Regions from separate parts of the Drosophila melanogaster genome. Here region 2 is linked to region 1. A link is a contact called in public HiChIP or PLAC-seq data. All regions are on one chromosome and are shown on one strand. The core of a region is the stretch at or near the end of the contact, and the rest is flanking DNA. Distances in the headings are between cores, read along the strand shown. Region 1 holds the start of Agpat1 (1-Acylglycerol-3-phosphate O-acyltransferase 1). Region 2 holds the start of Pde9 (Phosphodiesterase 9).

Region 1 (4,129 bases), core at 479-2,978:
TATTTGATATCTGTCTATTTTTATTGTTGGGGTAAACGGCGTCCCAAGTGCTGTATCCAAAAATCATCTGTGCGAGTTGCTATCGCCATCGGAGTTTTGCTGCTCATATCGATACATATGTATATGTTTCCAATTGGTATGGATTTTGTGGGGTGTTTTTAAAAATATGTATCGATAGTCCGCTTTGAAATTTGAATGTTGCGAATATTGAAATTAAATAATATTTGAACTGACGAAATATAGGCATTTAAGCGAATCTTAGCTAAGCTAAGTTCTTTGCTTTTCATTTACAAGTATTAGTATTCTTACATGTGGTATTTACAAAGTTATAAGTTCAGCCGTTTGTTGCAAGTTCTTTGTATGGGAATTTTTAAAAACCAAAAATTTATTCTCGTTTTAATTTCAACATTTTGCAAATACAAGTACAGACATTAATCAAATTATAGTTGTGCGTCCGTCATCGGGTCCACCTGTCCGATTTTTAGTCGTCAGCATTGAGCTCCTCTCACCACATGGATCGCTTGGCGGCGATAAGAAAATCAAATGTAAACAAAAATATTATTGTTTTTTTGTTTTTTGCCAAGAGCGTATTTATAAAAAAAAAAAAAAAACAACTGACAGACACACACACGTTTTCCTTTCCGCGGGCCAAAGGGCTCCATTTCGCAATTTGCATCGGTTGCCAAGTGCGGAAAAACGCATCTAAATCACAACGTTGTTAGCTGTCAGAAAGTTTGCCAAGTCGAATTCCTTAAATGTGAAGCAACTGGAAACTGGCTTTTGTTTTACATTTACAAATTTACTATTACTACTACTGTATATACTTTACTAAATAGTGTCATATCTGTGCTGGCTGCAGTAATATATTTTGCAAAATATATTTTTATTCGAATTGTTTTTTCTTATGCATATATTAATTATATATATTATTTAAAATATATTTAACATTTAAGCACGTGGAAAATGCATATGTAAATAATACAACAAGCCTGCTCTATTTTTAAATATCCAGCTGAGTACATCATATTTTTCGGGAAAAACTTATGCTATGTTTTCCGTTAGTTCTTTATTAAATTGAATTTTTCGTTGTAGTCATATAAACTTTTTTGTTTGCTCTAACCAAACCGTTCGCAGAGAAGATGTCATATTTAACTAACAGCTTTATTTTTTTTTTAAATACGCGGGACTTTAATATTTAATTCTCAATTAATTCTCGAAACGATGTTTTTAGTTCATGCTTTTTAGTTCCAAAGCTGAGACTCAAACCCAATGCCAGCTCCATGCAGCGCGGACGCACACACCGCTCGCTATCGATACCCAACAATTAGCCGTCTATCGATATTTGCAGACTATAATATTTTTATTTACACTTGTTGAAAAAGAAAGAACATTTATTTATTATTAAATTTAATTTTTTTGTAATTTAATATAAAACAAATATTAATATAATAAAATTAAAAAAAATAAGATATATTTTCAGATGCATAATCTTAAACTGGTATTGATAAACATAAGTTTGTCGGAAATCAATTGATCGGAAATTTTTTGGCCTCCACTACAAATTGAAAATGCATATACAATTTTAAGATTGCATGCTAATAACTGAAATTGAATAAATTTAAATTTGAAGAAATTCGTTTTCTGAGTCTTCGAATAGCGATGAAAAAAAAAAATAGACATCGATGTTTCGGAAAATCGATAAAAACATCGATGCATCGATGTTAGCTTCGATATTTCGGTACCGCTAGTTGCCACGAAAGTCGCTCGAACGCCGGTAACGGAAATTCTCAGCAAACGCAGCGCAACGTCGTTTTCGCGTCGCCGTCGACGTCGGCGTTGTGTCGTCGCCGCAGCAGCAGAAAATAAAAATAAAAGAGAAGAAAAAGAATCGAAATAACTGCATACGAAATAGATCGAAATAAAAAGTAGTCGCTTTTATTAAAATCCACAACAAACAAAAGCCGAAACGAAGAAAGTGAGCATTCATTTGTTGTTGGTGTGTCAAGCGAATTCCACACGCAGCCGCCAATTGTATTAAATTCGAATTGTTTAATTTAATTGTAAAGGTTTGTCCACAACAAAACGGAGCTGGCGAAAATTGCATTTATTTATGTTTAATTCGAGTGTTTTTGTGTGTGTGTGTGTGCTATGTGTTTTTGTGTGTCTTTAAGTTGATTTCTTTTGCTATTATCCTTGGCGTGTCTGTAGTTCTCTCTGCCACCCTCTCTTTTTGAACGCTCTCTTGGCGCAACCCCCTTTTACCGTTTTTTGCTTATTTTGTTTTGTGCCAGATGTGTTCGTAAGGGAACAACAATATTAACCCTTGATGGACCCAGTTTGCAAAATAGTAAATAATAAGTAAATTTTTTGACACAACGAAAAACTCTATAGTTCTTCCTATGCACTTGAAATACAAATGAACAGAAAACAAATTCATATTGTAAAATTGTCTTTTTATGCAAATGGAGTTAATTTTGGAGTTAATTTTGTGTTCTTATTTATTAATATAATATTTGAATTAAATTTAATGAAGAATTTTTTTTAATATCAATGGATGTCCTCGAACTAACATAACGCGCAAGTGTTAAGACTGAAAATGGAAATAGGGGCAGCGAACCGAATAAAGGAAATGGCAAACAAATAGACAATTTATTTAGCTGATTATATGCAGCATTCAAATCGGGATTCAATAGCATATCAATTGATAGTATCTCATTGATAGTATCTATTAAAACCCGTAGAAAAACACAATATGGTATGCTAAATTCCCATTCCTTCGTTTCTCCCCCGTTTTGTTTTGTTCCGTTTTTCGCCGCTGGGCGCAAATTTAAATTGATTTTTTCTCTTTCTTCTGGGCGGCTGCACATACAGCTGCGGTCAAGATATTAGCATTAGTTCAATTCTTTATCAATACCATATGCACTCTTTCACAAAACCTTATATTAGCAAATATTTCCTATTCACTTTTATTTTGGGTATGACATTTAAAAAGGGATCGTATTTTATGCAAGTTTTGCTTTTAACTTCAACTGCTTGCAATTTTTTTTTCCCCCTGAACTGTAGTATTCATCACTTGGTGCGCTTGTGACGTTGTGGTTTGTTGCACTCGCATAATTGTCATATTAATACGTGCATAAAAGAGTGAGCAATAAAAGTAGTGGAAGGAACAGGAGAAATGGCGTGCAACACAGCAATTGCCCATTTCCCCTTTCTCCCGCTTTATCAGCACTTAAAACACACTAGCCCAAAAACATAACAAAAGGACGGTGCTTGTAAAACTGTAAGAATTAGCCCTTTAACGCCAGTTCCATTGTTCTTTGTTCTGATTGCTAATAATTTGGTTTATAGTCTTCAAACTTTTACTACATTATTTATAAATATTAACAAATTTGCTCATTATTTATAAATATTAACAAATTTGCTCTTTTCAGCGCATCGATCGGAACAACAAGGATATCCACACACAAACCACACACCTAAAAGACTGTAATCTGCCTTAACCATAGGAAAGTCAGAGAAAGAAAAGCCGGAAGTCCCATACAGGATAGCAAATCGGGCGAAGATAGCAGAAGGCATCTGGATCCAGGATCTGAAACGGTTGAATCACTAAGCATAAACATAATCAAATGATCACCATGACTTCGTTTATCGAACTGCTGGGACTTTTCTTGCTGCTGATGCTGCCATTCCTCTATGAGACCAATCACATATTCCGATACTACTTCAAATTCCTGATGTACTACGGCATCGTGTCGTTCAACTCGATCATCCTCATCCCGGCATTCCTCACCAGACCATGCGATGTCCGCAATCTGCTGTAAGTAGTGCAAAATATTTTTATGCAAATATCATGAAACACTAAACCAATCTGATATAAGAATAATAATACCTTTAGTTATCAAGTACAAGTATAGCTCAGTTAGAAGAGAACTCCCATATCTGTTTATTGAGTTCAGCATGTTTTGATTTAGCACTAATGGGCTGCCCATCTATATATCAATAAAGCACTCGAGTGGCTGATTGCCAATCAACAAATTGTAGACTCATCGATTAGTAATACAATACACAAAAGTATTTGCTAAAGTGTTTTCCATTATGCCTAACTATAAAACATAAAACTATATCGTAT
Region 2 (4,129 bases), core at 832-3,331, 130 kb after region 1:
AACAGCGAAATAATGCGCAGAGATCGCAGAAAATTGGAAATATAATAGGGATTTCGATTTTGATTTATTCATATATCTTTGTTATTTTTTTTTTTTTATTGTTTGCTTGGAAACAATGGAAACTTTGGATGAGGTTCTACTGTAGTCTAAATTTATTAAACAATTATTGGACATTTTTGTGCTGTCTGTTCTGTATTTTATTTATTATTGTGCCCCCCTAAAGAAAAGAGAGTCCAGTGATCGCGAAAGAGAGGCGACGAAAGAGACGCTGATGAAGAGAGGGAGGGAGAGCGGGCTGATAAAGCAACAGGAGCAACAACAACAGCAAACAAATACAATGCGAATTATCAGTGGACTGCGTGATATGATTATCAAAAGGTTCCCCATTGCTGTTGTTGCTGCAGCGGCTGCTGGCAACGGCATTTCTCAGCATATATATATATATGTATATGTACCAAGAAATATATATATTTATATAGGTATGTACATACACATATAGCCAACACACGCACATTCCAATACATGCGAACTTGGAACACTTTATTCATCCAATCCATATATAACTAAGACGTTTCCAACGTGCTTTGATAGCGCCAAAAAAAAAAAAAAAACAGACAACAAACAACACATTTTTCAAGAAATATGTAAACACCTGGTGATGAAAGAATGCTAACTGAAATTTATGCTAAATAAATGTCAATGGGAAAAAGTAGAAGTAACTAAAACTAGCTAATTAATGATTATTCCAAGCAAATACCACGATCAACTATCTATTGTTTAGTTTGGTTGAAAGTAGTTTAGTAGATTTTGAAAACTGTCACATTAAATCAACAGAGCTGGGAAAGTTCTTATCAAATTTTTGCTTCCTAGGATGAGAGTTGGATGTAATACCATCTATATAGTGTCTTGTTTAATTAGTAAGCACTATCAGCTCCTAAGAAATTCGTTATCTTAACATTTTTTCCATATTTTCCAGTATTTGTTCGTTTTTCCACGATAAATCTGCTGCATTTAGAACTGAGGCACAAACTTAAAAGCTAACCATAAAACAAATCACATTTAAAATAATGCCTGCTTTCAATATTCCACATTCTTAGTGCATATATAAATCCTTCATGTTCTTATCTGAGAGTAATGTTACGCTAGAAATGATCTTGAAGTTAGATTTTCCTAATTCTCACACCGATTAAAGATTACCAAAGCAAACTTTAATACCCGATAATTTGATATGTAAACTTTCGATAAATCACATTTAGCGAGTGATATTTTCGATAGATGTATGCTCGGTTCGATAACAGTGCCCGGTATGCTGGGGGTTATTAACCCCAGAAATCCCCGTTTGGCTGCGCCACTGTGCACACACACACACACACCCACTGAAAGCGAGCAACTCCCACAGTTCACTTTCATTGATAAACTCGGCTCTTCGCTCTTCTTCTTCCCCCATGCAAATCCAATTGTCTGCTACTTACTTTATTTATTTTTTATTTTTTTTTCCTTCGTGGTGTGTGTGACATCAATCAGCATCACATCGTTGTTGTTGCTGCTGCTGTTTTATTTATTTATTTCTTTTTTTCTCTGTTGCTCGACAATTGAAGCTAACCAACATTAAACTATAACTTCCTCACAAGCACACTGAACGCACACACACGCACAAGCTGCACGATCTTGCACTCTCAACAAAAACCAAAAAAATAAAAAAAATAACGAATTTCATACACTTTTTATCACGCCGATTGTAGTAAAATATTAATTAAAAAACAGGTGGCGCGCACAAGTACATTTGAGATAAACGCGGGCTTACAGATATTCAAATAAATGCAATTTATAGAACGATTTCTTAGTTTATAAAACAAAAATAAAGAGAAAAACAACCGTTTTTTTTGTAACCGTTGCAGTTCGATCACTTGCACTTTTTCACTCAATTAAGCTAGCATTTGAGCACCGGCAGCACATTTCCTGTGTCATTCCCGTTATTTTGGCAACTAATTCGGTTTGTTGATTAAAAGCGATCGCGATAAGCGTACGCCGTTTGTAAAGTTTGTAAACCAACTGAAAATTAACCGTAATCCGCGCGCGCAGCCTTCGCGAAATGAAACGCGACGGTTTGCAGTGTGACCGGCTAGCCGATCGGCGGGAAATGCGCTTTCGCTATCAGTGTGACCGTGCAGCTCGCTGCTAACTGCCTGTTAAGCAGCAATGTTAGCTAACAGTGCGCTTGAATAAAAAAAAAACTGTTGCTTATTTTGAATTTTTTGTTTATTATTACTTTAAATGAGCTAAACAATTGGCAAACAAACACTAATAGATTTTGGGCGGATTGTGCAGCATGCGCAACATTTTGCCGTACCAGGTCTTCGCCTCGGGCGGCACAACCACCGGCAGCTCGAGCAATTCGCCGCGGGAGAACTTGACGGTCCGATAGGAACGACGCTGCCAGGCCTTGGCCTTCACCCAGACGGGCCTGCCGGGATGCTCCTCGGCGCGATTGCTATCGGCATGCCCGGCGCCAGACGTGCCGAGGCTACCGATTTTGCGGGACATAACCGATGGCCTTGAGAAGCCCAGCGGTGCCAGGCCGAGCTCCAGATCCCGGACGCGGGCCAACAGACTTCGCGTTGAGCCCAGGCACATCTCGTGGGCCACCGTCATCTCGTCGAGTGCCTGCCGCTTGATCTCTGCATACTCCAAGCGAGACTGCGTGCGCTCGAGTATCTTCTTGTAGGCCTCCTTCAGGTGGCGACCCATCTTGAAGAGCTCACGCCAGCTGGCGTACAAGTCACGCGCGTAGCGATAGCGCTGCAGGCACTTGCCCGCCTCCAGTTGCTTGGTCAGGTGGAAGGAGAGGACGCGCTCGTGGTCCTGCCGACACCCGACCAGCTCCTTCGTCTGCCGTTGGAACAGACGATCCAGTGCCGAGATGCGTGCTCTGCCCAGTTCCGAGCAGCGAACGAGATCCGCCAGTTGCCTGCGAATGCGCAGGTTATTCCATTGCAGTTCTCGCAAGGCCGCCTCCCTGCTACCGTGCATGATCATCCAGCGCGAGTCCTCCGGTTCCAGGCCCTTGGCCAACGCCTCCTGTTCCTCCTCCCAACACGATCTGCCGCCGTCGCGCTCGTGAAAATCGATGGCCAACTGGGCCTGTATTTCGTCCAGCGTTCGATTCATGGCGCCAATCTCACGCTTCATTTGCGGCCAGGCTATCTCCTCGATTTGCTCCGGCGACTGCTCCTCCAACTCCTCGCTCCCATCGGATACGGATCCGTCGATGTCCGAGACGCAATCATGGTGAAACAACTCGTTCTTCCTCTTCATGCTTTGGGTCTTCACAAATGTCTTCATGTTTTTTGCATTAGATACAATGTATATATATTTTTTTTGTGTAGTGTTTTATTGTTGGGGTTTTTAACTAAAATGTGTGTGTGTGTGTGTTAGCTGTTGGGGATTGCTCAAAACCTACTTGTTTCCAATTCAATTGACAACTAACCCTGACCCAGTCAGTTAAGGATAAACACGTTAGTTGGGAAATTAACATATGTAATCTTGCAGCGAATCGCATTTACAAATTAAGCGCACTTATGGTTTACAACTGGGATTGGATTGGACAAAAAAAAAAAAAAAGAAAATGGTCAAGGGAAGAGGGGTGAGCTGTGCTCACTAGTCCTTGAACTTCCCCAGAACGATGTCCTTGTAGAAGGGCACGCAATTCATGCGCACATTCAGACGCGCGCACAGCAGGAAAATGCCCGATAGCTTGCGATGAATGGAGTATATCTCCTCGGGCGGCGGGCACAATCGATGCGCCACCATTGTGGGCACCAGGGCGGCCAATCTTTCGGTGGTATTCTGTCGACCGAAATCGAAATCACCGTCGTAGCGAAAGATCTCGCCCAATATCATCACCGCATCCACGTGCGCCTGCTCCATTTGCTTCGTCTCGTAGCCGGTTAGGAAGCCCATTTCGCGCGACATCTCCAAAACGCCCTGACGATTGTTCTCGGCGGCGCTCATGATCACCCGGCGATAGTTGCGGATGAATTCATGCCTATAGAAGCGCGTCGAACCGAAGTCGATCAGCATTAGCCGGCGACTGGGCGCATCGTACAGAAAGTTGGACCAATTCGGATCC

What was found. HiChIP or PLAC-seq counts read pairs in DNA pulled down with a chosen protein or histone mark.
Region 2: a contact with region 1 is called in an H3K27ac HiChIP or PLAC-seq map of the Kc167 cell line, with 7 times the contacts expected there. The contact joins the promoter of Pde9 here to the promoter of Agpat1 in region 1. A contact is called at or near these places in 1 of 1 datasets of contacts at CTCF or cohesin (the Kc167 cell line), 21 of 107 Hi-C or Micro-C datasets (the Kc167 cell line, the OSC cell line, the S2 cell line and 7 more) and 3 of 6 datasets of contacts at active chromatin or transcription factors (all in the Kc167 cell line).

What each region holds. Positions count from the first base shown.
Region 1 is chrX:12,763,538-12,767,666 of dm6, forward strand. It overlaps Agpat1 (1-Acylglycerol-3-phosphate O-acyltransferase 1), which reads left to right and starts at 1,729. Exons shown (of 4, transcript NM_167337.2): 1 at 1,729-2,066; 2 at 3,432-3,817. The coding sequence starts at 3,627. It overlaps pira (pirate), which reads right to left and starts at 74. Exons shown (of 1, transcript NM_001298238.1): 1 at 1-74.
Region 2 is chrX:12,895,246-12,899,374 of dm6, forward strand. Pde9 (Phosphodiesterase 9) reads right to left here and starts at 2,082. Exons shown (of 10, transcript NM_001272567.2): 1 at 1,473-2,082. It overlaps CG32650, which reads right to left and starts at 3,424. Exons shown (of 1, transcript NM_167341.2): 1 at 2,258-3,424. The coding sequence starts at 3,342. The coding sequence ends at 2,302. It overlaps Coq8 (Coenzyme Q8), which reads right to left. Exons shown (of 2, transcript NM_132608.4): 2 at 3,523-4,129. The coding sequence ends at 3,658.